Regions from separate parts of the Mus musculus genome. Here regions 1 and 3 are each linked to region 2. Evidence: chromatin contacts called from public ChIA-PET and HiChIP or PLAC-seq data. All regions are on one chromosome and are shown on one strand. Each heading gives the region's core, a stretch centred on a gene start, on an enhancer-like site or on the middle of the called end of the contact. The rest is flanking DNA. Distances are from core to core; before and after follow the strand shown. Region 1 has its middle 68 kb from the start of Gm30459. Region 2 has its middle 63 kb from the start of Sv2b. Region 3 has its middle 62 kb from the start of Klhl25.

Region 1 (4,689 bases), core at 1,375-3,874, 670 kb after region 2:
CCAGTCTTAGTACCTATGCTCTGAGAGATTATGCTCAGGGGATTAATGATCTTGACCTTCACTGTCCTGGAAGACAGTGTATTGAACTTCTGAATCTTGTCAGCAATGACAAGCTACAAGGGGATAAAGTTGAAGGTGGTCTCATGGAAGACACAGGACTGCATGCCCAGGAAAAAATGCTGGAAGACCACTTCTGGACACCAAATCTCTCATTGATGATACCAATCTCCTGCACATCAGGTGATTGGTAGTTCTTCTTCAAGGAGCAGCATGATGAAGTAGTGGCCATTTCTTGCTCAAAATCCAGGGATGACACAACCTGTCATTAATGTCATACACAATCTCCTATTCAGCCATGAGTTGAAGCAATGGCCCTCACTAGTCAAACTCTTTATGAGGTAGTCTGATAGGTATCAGCTAGTCAAGTCCACACACACACACACACAAATGACATGAAGAAGGGAGTAGTCCTCATAGATAGTCGTTTTATGTGTGACCAGCCACCGGGAGCCATGACAATGCCAATGGTGTGCCCAGACAGCACCATCTTAATGGCTACACCCATGGTTCGGGTGTTGAAGATTTCAAACATTATCTGTGTCATCTTCTGTCTTAGGATTGGGAGTGATACCCCAGTCAGAAGCACTGGATTTTCCTCCTGGCCACATGCAGCTCATTGTAGAAGGTATGATGGTAGACCCTTCCAATTGGTGACAATGCAGTATTCAATAGGGTACATCAGGATCAAGATACTTCTCTTGATCTTGTCCTCATATCTGACATAGGAGTCCTTCTGTCTACTGGCTACCATGACACCCTAGTGTCATGGGTACTAGTCAATGAAGGAAAACATGGCTCTGCAGGCATGTTTTTCAGCAAAATCAGCTTTGCACATGGCAGAGTCATTGTCACTGATGACCACAGTGACTTCTTCCATTGAAATCAGCATAGGACCAGGCAATGGAGCAGCAAAAGGACATGCAGTGAAGATAGTTGGCAGTGAATAAGTCACTTTTTTGTTCTTTAAAGATATATTTATTTATTTTATAAATATGTATGTGCCTGGTACAACCACTCTGGAAATCAATTTGGCAGTGCCTCAGAAAATTGGACATAGTACTACCAGAAGATCCAGCAATATCACTCCTGGGCATATACCCAGAAGATGATCCAACTGTTAAGAAGGACACATGCTCCACTATGTTCATAGCAGTCTTATTTATAATAGCCAGAAGCTGGAAAGAACCCAGATGTCCCTCAACAGAGGAATGGATACAGAAAATATGGTACATTTACACAATGGAGTACTATGCAGCTATTAAAACCAATTAATTTATGAAATTCTTAGACAAATGGGATGGATCTAGAGGATATCATCCTAAGTGAGGTAACCCAATCACAAAAGAACACACATGATATGCACTCACTGATAAGTGGATACCCAAGATACAATTTGCAAAACACATGAAACTCAAGAAGAAGGAAGTCCAAACTGTGGATACTTCGATCCTTCTTAGAAGGGGGAACAAAATACCCATGTAAGGAGTTACAGAGATAAAGTTTGGAGCAGAGACTGAAGGCATGACCATCCAGAGACTGCCCCACCTGGGGATCCATCCTATAAACAATCACCAAACTCAGACACTATTGCAGATGCCAACAAGAGCTTGCTGAAAGGAGCCTGATGTAGCTGTCTCCTGAGAGGCTCTGCCAGTGCCTGGCAAATACACAGTTATCCACTGGACAGAGCACAGGGTCCCCAGTGAAGGTGCTAGAGAAAGAACCCAAGGAGCTGAAGGGGTTTGCAGCCCCAAAGGAGAAACAACAATATGAACTAACCAGTACCCCCAGAACTCCCTGAGACTAAACCACCAATCAAAGAAATCACATGGTGGGACTCAGGGCTCCAGCTGCATAAGTAGCAGAAGATGGCCTAGTCATTCACCAATGGGAGGGGAGGCCCTTGGTCCTGTGAAAGTTCTATGCCCTAATATAGGGGAATGCCAGGGCCAGGAAGCAAAAGTGGGTGGGTTGGTGAGCAGGGGGACGGGGGAGGGGATAGGAAATATTCGGAGGGGAAACTAGGAAAGGGGATAACATTTGAAATGTAATAAAAGAAAATAATAAAAAAGAACAAAAAGTTAAAAAATATATTTATTTATTTTATTAATATGTGTGTGCCTGAGTATGTATATTTATATGTGTGTGTGTGTGTGTGTGTGCATGAGTGTGTGTGTGTGTGTGTGTGTGTGTGTGTGTGTGTGTATGTATGCATACTTGCCCTATATATGTAAGTGCCCTGAGTCTAGAAGAGAGCATTAGATCCTCTGAAACTCTAGTTATCACGCAGTTACATGATGTGGGTCCTGGAACTGAACCTGGGTCCACTATAAGAGCAGTAGATGCTCTTAACTGCTGAGCTGTCTCTGCAGCCCTCACCATTTCTTTCTTCATCCACCTTGATCCCCAAAGCACCTAAGCTTAGGATTGAGGAGTGGCTTCCTAGCATAATTTTCCATCACACTGTTCATTTTCAACCCTCCATTTGGCTCTAACACTGCCATTTGATTCTCTATATTAATCTCTCTGCCTGATCTGTAGCTTGGTTTCTTTTTCTTCCTGTTTGAGCTTGAAGAGAGTCATGGTCTCCTTCTGTCATAGACCCACAAATGACCTTGAAATGTTCAGCTCTCACCTAAACATCCATTGTTTCTGTCTGCTCCCCACACCACATTAGACATCAGCAAGTTATTTCTCCCATTATCAGTGAATGAGATCTCCTTCCCCTCCCTGTCCCTTGTCCCTTTCCCTCTCCCCCTCCCCCTCCCCCTTCCTCTCTTTCTTTCTCTTTCATTTTTTCACACAGCTCAGCCTCTGCACCTCGATAATCTTCCTCATCTTGAGGTTTCCCTTTTGCTTAAATTCATTATTCTGACAGTGTCTGTGCTCTTTTTCTAATCACTGTTGGCCGCACAGCTCCGATTTAAGAAGAGGGTCCACACTGATTGTTTCTGTCTGAGTTAGGGCCATGACTGCTGCCATCACGTTTTATAGGAACAGAAAATTTGGTCTCTAAGAAAGTGTACGCATACAATGCATCTTGCAAAGGGCAAACGTGCTAAGACAAGGCACCATTTAAGAACACAATTGGTGCTTTGGTAGGTGTTGTATGCAGCCCATTCTCTGGAGTTAATTAGCTCTTTATCTTCCTGGACTGACTATATTTCAGGTTCACCCAGTCTATATTTTTCTCAACCTTTGTTCCAGTTGTTCATTGCTTTGCTCTGTGTTATTTCATTGCTCCTGGCCAGTAATGTCAAGTCACAGAGTAAACTAGAAGAAAAAAACGATGGTGATTAGGATGGTTGCTATGGTAGCTTCCACTATTTTTGGAGCCTTCGAAGTATACAGTAGACCCTTTTCTAGTTTCTTTATATGTATTAATATGGAAGCTTCCCAGAAAAACCCAATGATAGGAGCATAGCTGGTATTCCAATATTACACTATAACAGAAGTACTGTGTTTAAATAGCTTATCCAAGTTGTACTGCTAAAGGGAAGTTGGATGTGAAAGAGGGGCACAAAGTTCCAAAAGAATTCACAGGTTTACGTGCATGAGATTGCTCTTGTCATATCAGAGGTCACAGCTCATACTGCAGCCTGTATCGGTGAGAGCAGATCCTAGCAAGAGTGACTGTGTCGAGTCTGGAGAGCAGCTGAAGAGATGGGAGAAAGTATAAAAGTCAAAAGGAACCAACTTTGTAGAGGAGAGAAAATATAACTGACGGTCAGCCAGGTGGGAACAACTGTTCTATACCTTGTCCCAAGAGGTAAAAGACTGGTCAGGATTGTCATAATTGTCATAATTTCCAATTGTGGTTTTATGACCTGTTATTTCTTCCTGTTTTCACAGAGCTCTCAGACTGGCAAGTGGCGACTGCAAGGCAAAGGAACAGACGCTCACAGTGAACTATGGAAGTGCATGTTGGTGCTAAATCATCCTAAACATTGTTCACAGCCTTGAGAGTCACAGAGTGAATGAGGGCTTCGGCAAGAGGGCTTGTTGTTACTTTTCTGCCATTTCAAATACTTAAAAGCCTGTCAGTAATAGGTTTCGAAAAGTGCGTATAAATAGTGGCCATTCTTAAATTGTCCCCCAATGTGGTTGTTCCAATAAAAAGGAGCACCATAGGCTTATAGGGAGTAGCTGTATTAGAAGGTGTGGCCTTGTTAGAGCAAGTCTGTTACTAGAGGTTGCCTTTGAATCCAAACCCAGGGTTTCTCTTTCTGCTGCCTGATGATTCATATGCAGAGCTCGAGGCTCCTTCTCTAGCATCACATCTGCCTGCATGCTGTTATGTTTTCCGCCATGGTGACTATGGACTAAACCTCTGAACTGCCTAAGTCAGCATTAGTTAACTGTCTTCTATAAGAATGCCCATGGCCATGGTGTCTCCTCCCAGCAATAAAATCCTAATTAAGACCCAACAAAGGTCCAGATGGTGAGTCCTACTCATCTCCAAACACCAGTTCATCTAATTCCTCTTAGGAAAGTCTGCTGTGCCCATGCTGAGTAGGGCACACCTTTCCCTGACCTCTGTGGCACTCTGTGCTTCCCTATGATAAGGGTGCCTGTTTATCCTGATTGGAGAATCAGAAGCAAATAGCAATAGCCAGACACTAGATTTTG
Region 2 (4,899 bases), core at 872-3,371:
CAAGACAAGCCCAGGGATTGGTGGAACTTGGAGCTCAGGAATTGGTGGGTTTGGGTAGGTTTTCAAAAATGTTCAGACCTTTTACCCTATGATATCTCTCCTCTAGCAATATGTATGTTCTGTATCCTATATATCTATAACCTATACCCTATATGTCTATAACCTATACCCTATATGTCTATAACCTATATCCTATATGTCTATATCCTATATCCTATATGTCTATAGCCTATATCCTATATCCTATATGTCTATGGATCCCAAGGGAGGCCGAGACAGGGTATCATGAGTCAGGTTGACCTCAAACACACTATGTAGCAGAGAATGACCTCGAAATTCGGATTCTTTTTTTTTTTTTTCTTTTGTTTTTGTTTTTGTTTTTGCTTTTTTGTTTTTTTTGAGACAGGGTTTCTCTGTGTAGCCCTGGCTGTCCTGGAACTCACTCTGTAGACCAGGCTGGCCTCGAACTCAGAAATTCACCTGCCTCTGCCTCCCAAGTGTTGGGATTAAAGGCGTGTGCCACCACTGCCCGGCGAAATTCTGATTCTCCTGCATCTACTTCCAAGTGCTGTGATTACAGATGGGAGCCACCACTCCCAAGCTAAAATGTACTTTTCCCCTAGTGGTTCTGGGAATTGGACCCAGGGTCACGTTTGGGTGTCAGGCAAGTGTTTAGCCACTGATTTGACACTCTATTTTAAATTTTGCTCTTTCCCAAGGCACTTTCACAGGTTTCCACCTTGTCCCTCATGCATGGAAGTCTGTTTCCAGGCTTCTTACTGTGTTCAAGTCTTTTTTTCTTTCGTTTTTTTTTTTCTTCTAGTGTTTCTTTTATTCCCCCCACCCACATCATATTAACTCATAGCAATGAGTGAGGGAATTCAGTGGTTTCCAACAGTGTTCGAACCACAGAAAGCAAGGTTGAGTGTGAGGCTGGAGAGCTGCATCTCAGTGAGTTTATTGGACACAGATTTCAATACCAGAAGCTCTAACAACTCAGGGTCCTCCTTCCAACAAGTATGACGAGCAGATTACACAGTCTGTGATCATCTGCTGGGATGAAGAGAAGAGAGCATGAGTCCATCTGTTCCCTCTTCTCCCACATGGAAGTTCTGCGTTATCAGTGACGTTACCATGGCATAGACTGTGATAAATGAAACTGTGTCAGAGGTGAGACAACATTTTTGTGTGTCTGAACAGAGAGTGCGTTTAAACAGATACAACTGTTCTCTGCCCCAATTCCTGTTACAGGGCGAGACAACACGAGGCCGGAAGAAACCTCTGAGATCATCTGGTTCAGATCATTTTCAGATGGGTGGGGTGGCCATATCCAGAAGTTCCTGGAACAGCCTCAGTTTATGCCAGTTGTGCCAGAGTAATAATGGCGAGAACTGCCTTTCAGAATCTCAACGTCTCATTGGAGATAAGCATCATCACTTTATTGATGAGGAAATGACATTTCCAGGGGCTAAGTGAGGTTTCCCACTAATTAAGACTAGTTAATGTTGACGGCAGCGCTCCCCAATCCTGATCCTAGGAAATCCATCCAAGTGTGAAACTATTTGAAATATTTTTCTTATTAAGTATGATGTGAATTTATTACTAACTAAACACCTGGGGAACTGAAATGAAGACTTAATTGGATTTTAGACACAAAGCTCGGTGATCAAATTATTGATGACAGAGCTAAAGTAAACACTGGGGATGAAGTAATTTTTGAAAACTCATGCAAATTTCCTAAGTGCATCACATGGCCAGACTTCAAGTCTTTTCAAGTCTGTTTATTACTTTCTGGTAGCAGAATGACATGATCTTAGTTTCATTTATTTTCTCTGTTTCTCCAGACTATATATTTTCTCAATGACTATATATTTTACATATTATTGGAAAGAAAATAATTGGATTAATGGTTATTCTAAAACGATGACATCTTCCTGCACCTGTCACCCAGTTGCATGGGAGTCAGAGTCACTGCATGCCTGGTCCCTTTCCATCTGTGATCTCATGGAATCCTCACAGAAGCCCCATATGTTGTCAGTTCGTGGTGTAGATGACTCTGAGGGCCCCCAGGAGGTAGCCTGTTTAAGGGCAGAGAGAGCATGTGGGCCTGGGAAACCACATGCAGCCTGTCTGCTGTGCGAGTCCATGTGAGAAAGCCACATCCTCTAATCAGCAGACAGGGCTGTGACTCTCACAGCAGCTGCATCTCCTCCTCTTCCTTCCTAACTGTGCCCCCGTCCTGGCCCAGTCCTTCAAGTCGGATGGTGATTTAACCGACCAAATGTCTTCCACACAGATATAGATAGCAAGGGGCCAAGATCCGGGGACTGTGGTTTCATTAAAAATATATTTTTATTTGTTCTTTGACAATTTCATAATTTAGACAATGTGTCTGATAATAGCCCTGCTCCCCACTCCTTTCTCCAGAGTCCCCCACACGTGTCCTTCCCCTTTATGTCCCTCTACTCTTCTTCCTCCTTCCCTTCCTCCTCCTCCTCCCCCTCCTCCTTCTTTTAAATAATCTACTGAGTCCAGTTAGTCTTACCAGTATGCATATGGGCAACCCAGCAAGGGCCAGAGGAAAAATGACTTCTCTTTCTGTAACAACCCTTACCTTAGTTGTCAAAATCTCCTCAGCTAGTGCTGGGCCTGAGCCCACCCCATTCTTGGATTCATGTACTTAGTGACTGGCTTGGTTTTGTGCAGGTAACTCTAGCTTCTTTGAAACACACACACACACACACACACACACACACACACACACACAGAGAGAGAGAGAGAGAGAGAGAGAGAGAGAGAAAGAGAGAGAGAGGTAAATATAATAAAAAAGAAAGCAAATACCAATTCAATCTTTCATGTCCCATCAGAGGTAGTTTTCCTTTGGGTATCTACTTTGAGACATGAAAATTAAACCGAGTTAGTCACCCTAACAAGGAGGGTAGGGTAGGAGGGAACAGTAGCTGGGGTTACGGGCAGAGGACACTGGGGTAGGCATTTCTGTGTCCGGAACCCTGGAGAGACTGATTTCACTGTAGCGGTCACTGACAGACCTTCCAGACCCATCTGTGTTTATACGATTTAGTAAATCTATGACATCACTATGCAGGGCTGTTTCAGATTATATACTAGAATGAGGATGTTCTGTGTTCAGAGCACAGACTGAGTGAATCGCCTGGGCAGGTTTCTTCTCCATCATCTCAGTTCTCTTCTGCCATCTGCTGGGGCAGGCACTCTACAGCATGGAGAACCAGGGAAGAGCTTGTCGCAAGCCCCTGACAGTGATATATCCAACAGCAATACGCTGAAAAGGCTGGAGAGGCAGGCTTTACACCATCCTGCCTTCCTTTCCCAGCAGATCTTCTGGGGTTTTCAAAGATTAACATAGTTCCTAGTATTTTTTAAATGTAACAGCCTTATAGTAGCAGCTGTTGCTACACTTGAAACATTTTAAACAGTATTTTATAAATGACACAGAAGCACACAGGTTTGAGTTTAAAAAAAAAAAAAGAGAAACAGAAGCGCAGAGATTGAGGAAGTGGAGCCACGAGCTGGCAGCGGAGCCCCACCAGAAGCTTCCTTGACACTGGGGTACACACTTTTCTCACAAAGCATTGCAGAAAATAAAAGCAAGGAAGAGTCCCAGAGAGGTGAGTCAAGCTGCTGTTCAGTGCACGAAGGAAGGCTGTGGTCCAAGATCCTCAGCCCTCAGATGGCAGGGAGTAGGGGTGCGTAGGGTGGACCTAGCAGCACAATTTCCCACACGCCTTTCAAGGTCAATGCCAGGACAATGAGAGACATTTAAAAAGTCACTTACTATTTTTATTTCATACGTATGAGTGTTTTGCCTGCATGGGTGTGCACCACCAGCACTGTCTCTGAGGCCAGTGTTCCCCGAGCCATGTTCCCAACTCCTCCCCAGTTTTCCTATCTTCTCTCCCTGACCCTCTTGTTAACACCCTTCTTCCCAGCAAGTGCCCTTCCTACTTCCATGTCTTTTTAAGTTTTAACATGGTTGTTCCTTACTGCGTTTAAGTTTGGTTGCTTTAATGAGAAAGGTTGGGGGAGTTATTAGCTTGAGCAAGGACAACTTGCCACTGTCCACACCACTGAGGAATGTGACTTCTACCCCTGCAATCATTACTGCCCATCGCTCCTCAGGGAGAGGTGGGGCCTCATGAGCTCGCCCACCACCCACAGGGAATGTTAGTGGGCCCTGTCTTGTGCAGATAGCCACAGTTGCCAGGACTTCATAGGTACCGCAATTATGTGCAGAAGACAGCATGGATTTCATAGCACCCCGCTCCCACCTTCAGGCTGTAGCTCTTACATTATCTCTGCTCCGTCTTCCTTAATGTTTCATGAGCTTTGGAAGGGTGATATAGATGTTCCATTTAGGGGTGAGTGCTCAAAAGTCACTTGATTGGTTAGGAGTCTCAGCATTAACTACTGCCCGTTGCAAACAGAATGGTGCTCATCTGCAGCCACTGCCATTTTTGTTAACATACTTAGTAAAGGCAAGGAAGCCAGCACACTAACCTTTTCTCACTTAACTTCAAGTCATGCAAATACTCACACTTGGTACTGTTAAGAAAAACATTCTGATCAAGCCACAAATCTCCCTTATTAGTTTAATGTCTTTCCAAAAAGACAGCTGTAGTGAGGAGTGTTGCTTCCAGACTCCTGTGTGTTTACATAAATATGTGTGTTCCCATAGCAACACAGAGCATTGTTTAGTGTTACACCCACTTACATGAAGGATACCTTGCATCTTCAGCCGAGCCAATCGCACTGCCCCCACACTGGGAGGGGCAGTTGATTAGCGATGGGGCCTCATTGGAAACTCCCTTTATAAGCAAACGCCCACATGTCCTGAGCCCCAACTCCTCAGGCAGCTCTTGT
Region 3 (4,713 bases), core at 964-3,463, 540 kb before region 2:
AATAAAATCTAGTATGCATACATATCTACCATTAAAGCTTTTCAAAACACTTTTTCTTGAGTATTGCACTTTTGGTAGAAACTTTTTCATTTTTTTTTTATATTTAATTTATCTGTGTGACTATGCCCCAAGTGAGTGGCTAGGGGTTACAGGTGACTGTGAGCCACCATGTGCATGCTGGAAGTCAAACCCAGGTGCTCTAGCTGAGCAACAAGTGCTCTTAGCCACTGGGTCATCTCTCCAGCTCCCTGCCTACCATCTAAGCGGATGCTTGTGCATTCTGACGCATGGCCAAGTAAACTGAGCTCCAAAATGAAAGACTATAAGCCCTTGGCCCACCATGCTGTAGAATGCTATTCAGTAACAATATGCTCAGCATATAAAGTAACGAGTTTCATCACAGAACTTTCACGATGTCCTTTCCTGTTCCCACTGGCTCCCTGCTGTCCCTCCTAACCACCTCCCACCCTTGAAGTGATGTTTTCTAAAGAGAACACTGCATTTACAATGTAAAACTCCAGAAAAGAAAGCATGAGGACAGAAAAAAAAGTACAACTCCAAAAGGTTACACACTACATGATCGAAGCTACATAGAAATATATGAAATGACTAAGCTGTAAACGTGGAGAACCCATGGGCCAGGGGCTAAGAGGGCTTCTGTATGGGAAGGACATAAGTGGACAGGGCACTTCCCCTGTATCTTGCAGCATCAATGTCAAAGCCCTAGCTGGAGCATTGTGCTAATTCTTTTGCAAGATATTATCGTTGAGGAAATATGGGTAAAGAAAAAAAATATGCCTGTCTGAATGCTGCCATACTCCTGCCTTGATGATATTGGATTGAACCTCAGAACCTGTAAGCCAGCCCCAATGAAATGTTGTCCTTATAAGAGTTGTCTTGGTCATGGTGTCTGTTCAGAGCAGTAAAACCCTAACTAAGACTGGGATTATTGGCATCACCACCACACCCAACGTCTTACTGATTCTGAGGCATAAACTCTGGTGCTCATGTTCGCAAGCCAAGCCCTTTGCTAACAGAGCGACCTCCTTAGCCCAGTTTCCTGCCTTTGATAATTGTAATGTAGTTTTATGAGAGAATTTTCTTGTTCTTAGTAAAGTGTGATTAAAATAATTAAACACAAGGAGATGTCATATCATACTTTTTTTTAAATGTCACTTAAGCAACTACATACCTTTGAGCCATGCAAGGTGTCCCACTCCCATACCCCCAGCACTTAGGAAACTGAGGCAAGAAGGTGCCCATGACAAGAAGTAGGGGATAGATACCAAGGCACTGTCTCACAAGAGAAAAACTTAAATACCAGAAAAATTACCTGTATCATACAAGAAGGGGCTAACTTTTGGCAGGATGGGAGAAAAATAAATGACAAATTTCATAGTCTTCTAACTTTCCTGTCATTCTGATGTTATTTCAAGATATTTCCATTTTTAAACTATTCTAGAAAATAGCCATAACAGTTACCCAGACTAAACTCCAATGATGGGGTTTTCATTGTAGAATTCTTGTATTGACTCCATCCTCTTCTTCTCTTTCCTCTAAGAGGGCTAAAATCTAAAATTAAATAATGTCTCAATGTCTCATATAAGTATATAGACTAGAATCATCAAAAAAAAAAAAAAAAAAAAAAACAAGCAGCACAAATTCTAAATCTAGATGACCTGGCCCAACCACTGCTACCAAGCCTATGACATGAGCACACTGCTCTGGTTCCATCCTGGGACTCAGGGCTCCATTAGGACCCACACAGAAGGTCTGCCCACAAGCTCCCTTGCCACTGAGAAACTGGATCCCCAGTGGGTGCCTTCACTCCCCTGGCCGCCCCATGCACGGCACCCCAGAATTCTCGTGCGCATGAGAAGTACTTCCTGCCTAGCTCTAGAAACCCAAGCAGCAGCTTCAGGGTAGGGAGCAGCAGAGAAAAGTGTGGTCGTTTGATGACATGCTGACAGCACCATATTCCGGAAACGCATCTTATACAGAGAGCGTGAGATGCCCACTTCCAAGAGAGGGACACCATGAATGTCTATACATCCAGCAATGGAGAGGGCTGGATGTGTGGGCAGATGGAATGACTCCCAGCATTGCCTCCACAGGACACTGTCAGTTCAAGCAGCTCCCACACACACCCCTGCCTGAGCTACTACAATGACTTTCACTCAAGAGCAAATGCAGACCGCAGCCTACTCGGCTCCCAGCCTGCTTCAGAGCCACTTCCTTGCTACGTGCATCAAAGATCTCAGTCCGAGAGCCACCAGGCATTAGGAGCAGTGCTTTCTCTGCTCTCCCTTCCGTACACAGTAGAATGTTTACTTGATTCTCTGTCTCTTTGACAGCGCTACGTCAACAGTCCCTGTGCAGACATCAGGCTTCTGAACACTCAAACCCATACACACACACACACACACACACACACACACACACACACACACACACACAGGCCAGAGGACAAGGCCAATTCTCTCCCATAAATTTGTAAGCTTGTTACCATAGAAACCCGTTCAGTCAAGCAAGTGTGGGTTAGCAGTGCCATCTAGTGGCATAGTAATGATTTTGCCGCCCGTAAACCTTAAGACCTTGAATGGGAAGGAACAGGTGTGTTGGGTTTGAGTTTGCATTCGGTTTGGCTTGGTTTGGCTTGGCTTGGTTTAGTTTGGCTTGGCTCCACTAGCTATCTTGAAAGTCCTTTATTATTTGAGAGATCTGCCCACCCACATCAAGCTCTTCAAAGCCTTTTTCTTCCCACAGAACACATCAAACAGCAGCCCATCTGATGTTCAGGATGCTCAGCATGACTATCCCATGTGTGGCTCTCAGTAAGTCAGGAATCACTGCAGTCACGCATACAGGGATAATAGCAAGCAACACTCAGAGGACCAGAAATAAGTGAGCCTCCCTGTGCCATTGGTCCATTTATTCAGCCAATAATCTGTTTCATGACAGTTAAATGCACCCTTGATGAACTCAGAAGTCACCGATATATGCCTGTGATACATTAAGAAAGTTTGACCAAGACAGAGTCCAGATTTAAGATTTCCACTTCTCTCTGTCTTCCCTCTCTCTCTAGCTTGTCATTTCTCCCCTATCTGTAGTCAAATGTGTCTGATCGGTGCCTACACGAGCACTGGCTGACCTGTCTGTCCATAACAAAGGGCTTTGCTCTTTATTTCAACAGCACAGGAAGTGTCATGTGAGGAAAGACTGTGGGATACTTTATGGAAATTTTTAACAGAGTTTTACAAGGAATTAATTTATTTACTCCAACTTACCCAGATTGCTGACAGAACTGCAAATAGATCAAGCAGTATCTGCTGCTGCTGACACTTACGGCAGATGTTTGGTATAAGGTCTTTTTTTTTTTTTTAACCTATTCAGTTTTCAGCACATGACTATCACAGCACGAGTACAAACAAACATGCATGGCTCTCTGGGTCTGGGACCTGAAAGAGTGCATAACTTAAGATCTCAGCTAGGCCTTAGTTTAGGTGCTCAATGACGACTACACGGGAAATTCAAGGTGAGTAAGGTTGGTTGTGACACTGTTCTCTCAAAGGTGGGTTACACAGCAGGGTGTCAGCCTTGAGTACTAAGCGACCTCAGCTCCACTATTAACTCCATTGTGAGTCTCAACAAAAGGTCTAGTCTCTTGGCATGGGAGAGATATTTTCATAATAACGTATCCGTACTCTGTTTCTATGAGAAGCACATTCATTTCTTCATGGAACAGGGAGTTGATTCTATAAATTCAAAATCTCTTAGCCTCTGCATACCCAGATTCCAGAGGACTCGTGCAGTGCTGTCTGGCTAGGATGGGACTGGGAACAACCTGTCCTCGGGGTCTTTAGCAGCCCTTGCATGCACCGAATCCACTTGTGTGTGCAGCTGAAACTCACACAGGGAATGCTTTGCCCATCTGTACAACAGGGGACCACTTTCAGGTCCAGGCCACTGCTCTTCTGCCTGTTCCTCTTCCCCTGAGGAATGGCAGCTTGTGACACAAGCCATAAAGAGAAACCTTTAGTGAACATCTCCAAAGGATAGATAATCTGTCAACCAAGGTCTATCACTCTAAAGAGCCTGGCCTATTTGAGGCATGTCATATATAAGATGAAAATGAAGGCTTTAAGCTCCAGAAACACAGACATGCTAACATTGGACAGAACCACTACAGGTGGTATGTGTGTCGTGAATCAGCTATCTCTTCATCAAAGCACTTAGAAAAGATAAATTGCCCACCGGGAGATCCATTCCATATACAATCACCAAACCCAGACACTATTGTGGATGCCAACCAGTGCTTGCTGACAGGAGCCTGATATAGCTGTCTCCTGAGAGGCTATGCCAGTGCCTGACAAATACAGAAGTGGATGCTCACAGCCATCCATTGGACTGAGCATAGGGTCCCCAATGAAGGAGCTAGAGAAAGGACCCAAGGAGCTGAAGGGGTTTACAGCTCCATAGGAGGAACAACAATATGAATTAACCAGTATCCCCAGAGCTCCCTGGGACTAAACCATCAATCAAAGAAAACGCATGGTGGGACTCATGGCTCTAGCTGCCTATGTAGCAGAGGATGGCCTAGTTGGTCATCAATGGGAGAGGAGGACCTCGGTCCTATGAAGGCTCTATGCCCCAGTGTAGGGAATGCCAGGGCTAGGAAGCAGGAGTGGGTGGGTTGGTGAGCAGGGGGAGGGG

Evidence for each region. ChIA-PET counts read pairs in DNA pulled down with a chosen protein or histone mark. HiChIP or PLAC-seq counts read pairs in DNA pulled down with a chosen protein or histone mark.
Region 1: an RNA polymerase II ChIA-PET map of memory CD8 T cells shows a contact between it and region 2, with 23 read pairs. The contact joins two enhancer-like sites. A contact is called at or near these places in 3 of 484 Hi-C or Micro-C datasets (CD4 T cells and CD8 T cells) and 2 of 115 datasets of contacts at active chromatin or transcription factors (astrocytes and memory CD8 T cells).
Region 3: an H3K27ac HiChIP or PLAC-seq map of T-cell acute lymphoblastic leukemia shows a contact between it and region 2, with 4 times the contacts expected there. The contact joins two enhancer-like sites. A contact is called at or near these places in 1 of 15 datasets of contacts at CTCF or cohesin (embryonic stem cells) and 4 of 115 datasets of contacts at active chromatin or transcription factors (T-cell acute lymphoblastic leukemia, effector CD8 T cells, large pre-B cells and 1 more).

Annotation. Positions count from the first base shown.
Region 1 is chr7:74,696,101-74,700,789 of GRCm38.p6, reverse strand. It overlaps the pseudogene Gm7726. Among named protein-coding and RNA genes, the nearest start is that of Gm30459, 68 kb to the left of the region's middle. Within about 2 kb of position 2,624, at least 26 of the 459 cell types and tissues checked have an H3K27ac peak or open chromatin away from gene starts, as enhancers often do. A contact at or near this core is called in CD8 T cells and memory CD8 T cells, where this site is marked.
Region 2 is chr7:75,369,418-75,374,316 of GRCm38.p6, reverse strand. No RefSeq gene overlaps it. Among named protein-coding and RNA genes, the nearest start is that of Sv2b, 63 kb to the right of the region's middle. Within about 2 kb of position 2,121, at least 149 of the 459 cell types and tissues checked have an H3K27ac peak or open chromatin away from gene starts, as enhancers often do. A contact at or near this core is called in CD8 T cells, T-cell acute lymphoblastic leukemia, effector CD8 T cells and 1 more, where this site is marked.
Region 3 is chr7:75,907,996-75,912,708 of GRCm38.p6, reverse strand. No RefSeq gene overlaps it. Among named protein-coding and RNA genes, the nearest start is that of Klhl25, 62 kb to the right of the region's middle. RefSeq lists an enhancer at 2,027-2,726. Within about 2 kb of position 2,213, at least 92 of the 459 cell types and tissues checked have an H3K27ac peak or open chromatin away from gene starts, as enhancers often do. A contact at or near this core is called in T-cell acute lymphoblastic leukemia, effector CD8 T cells and memory CD8 T cells, where this site is marked.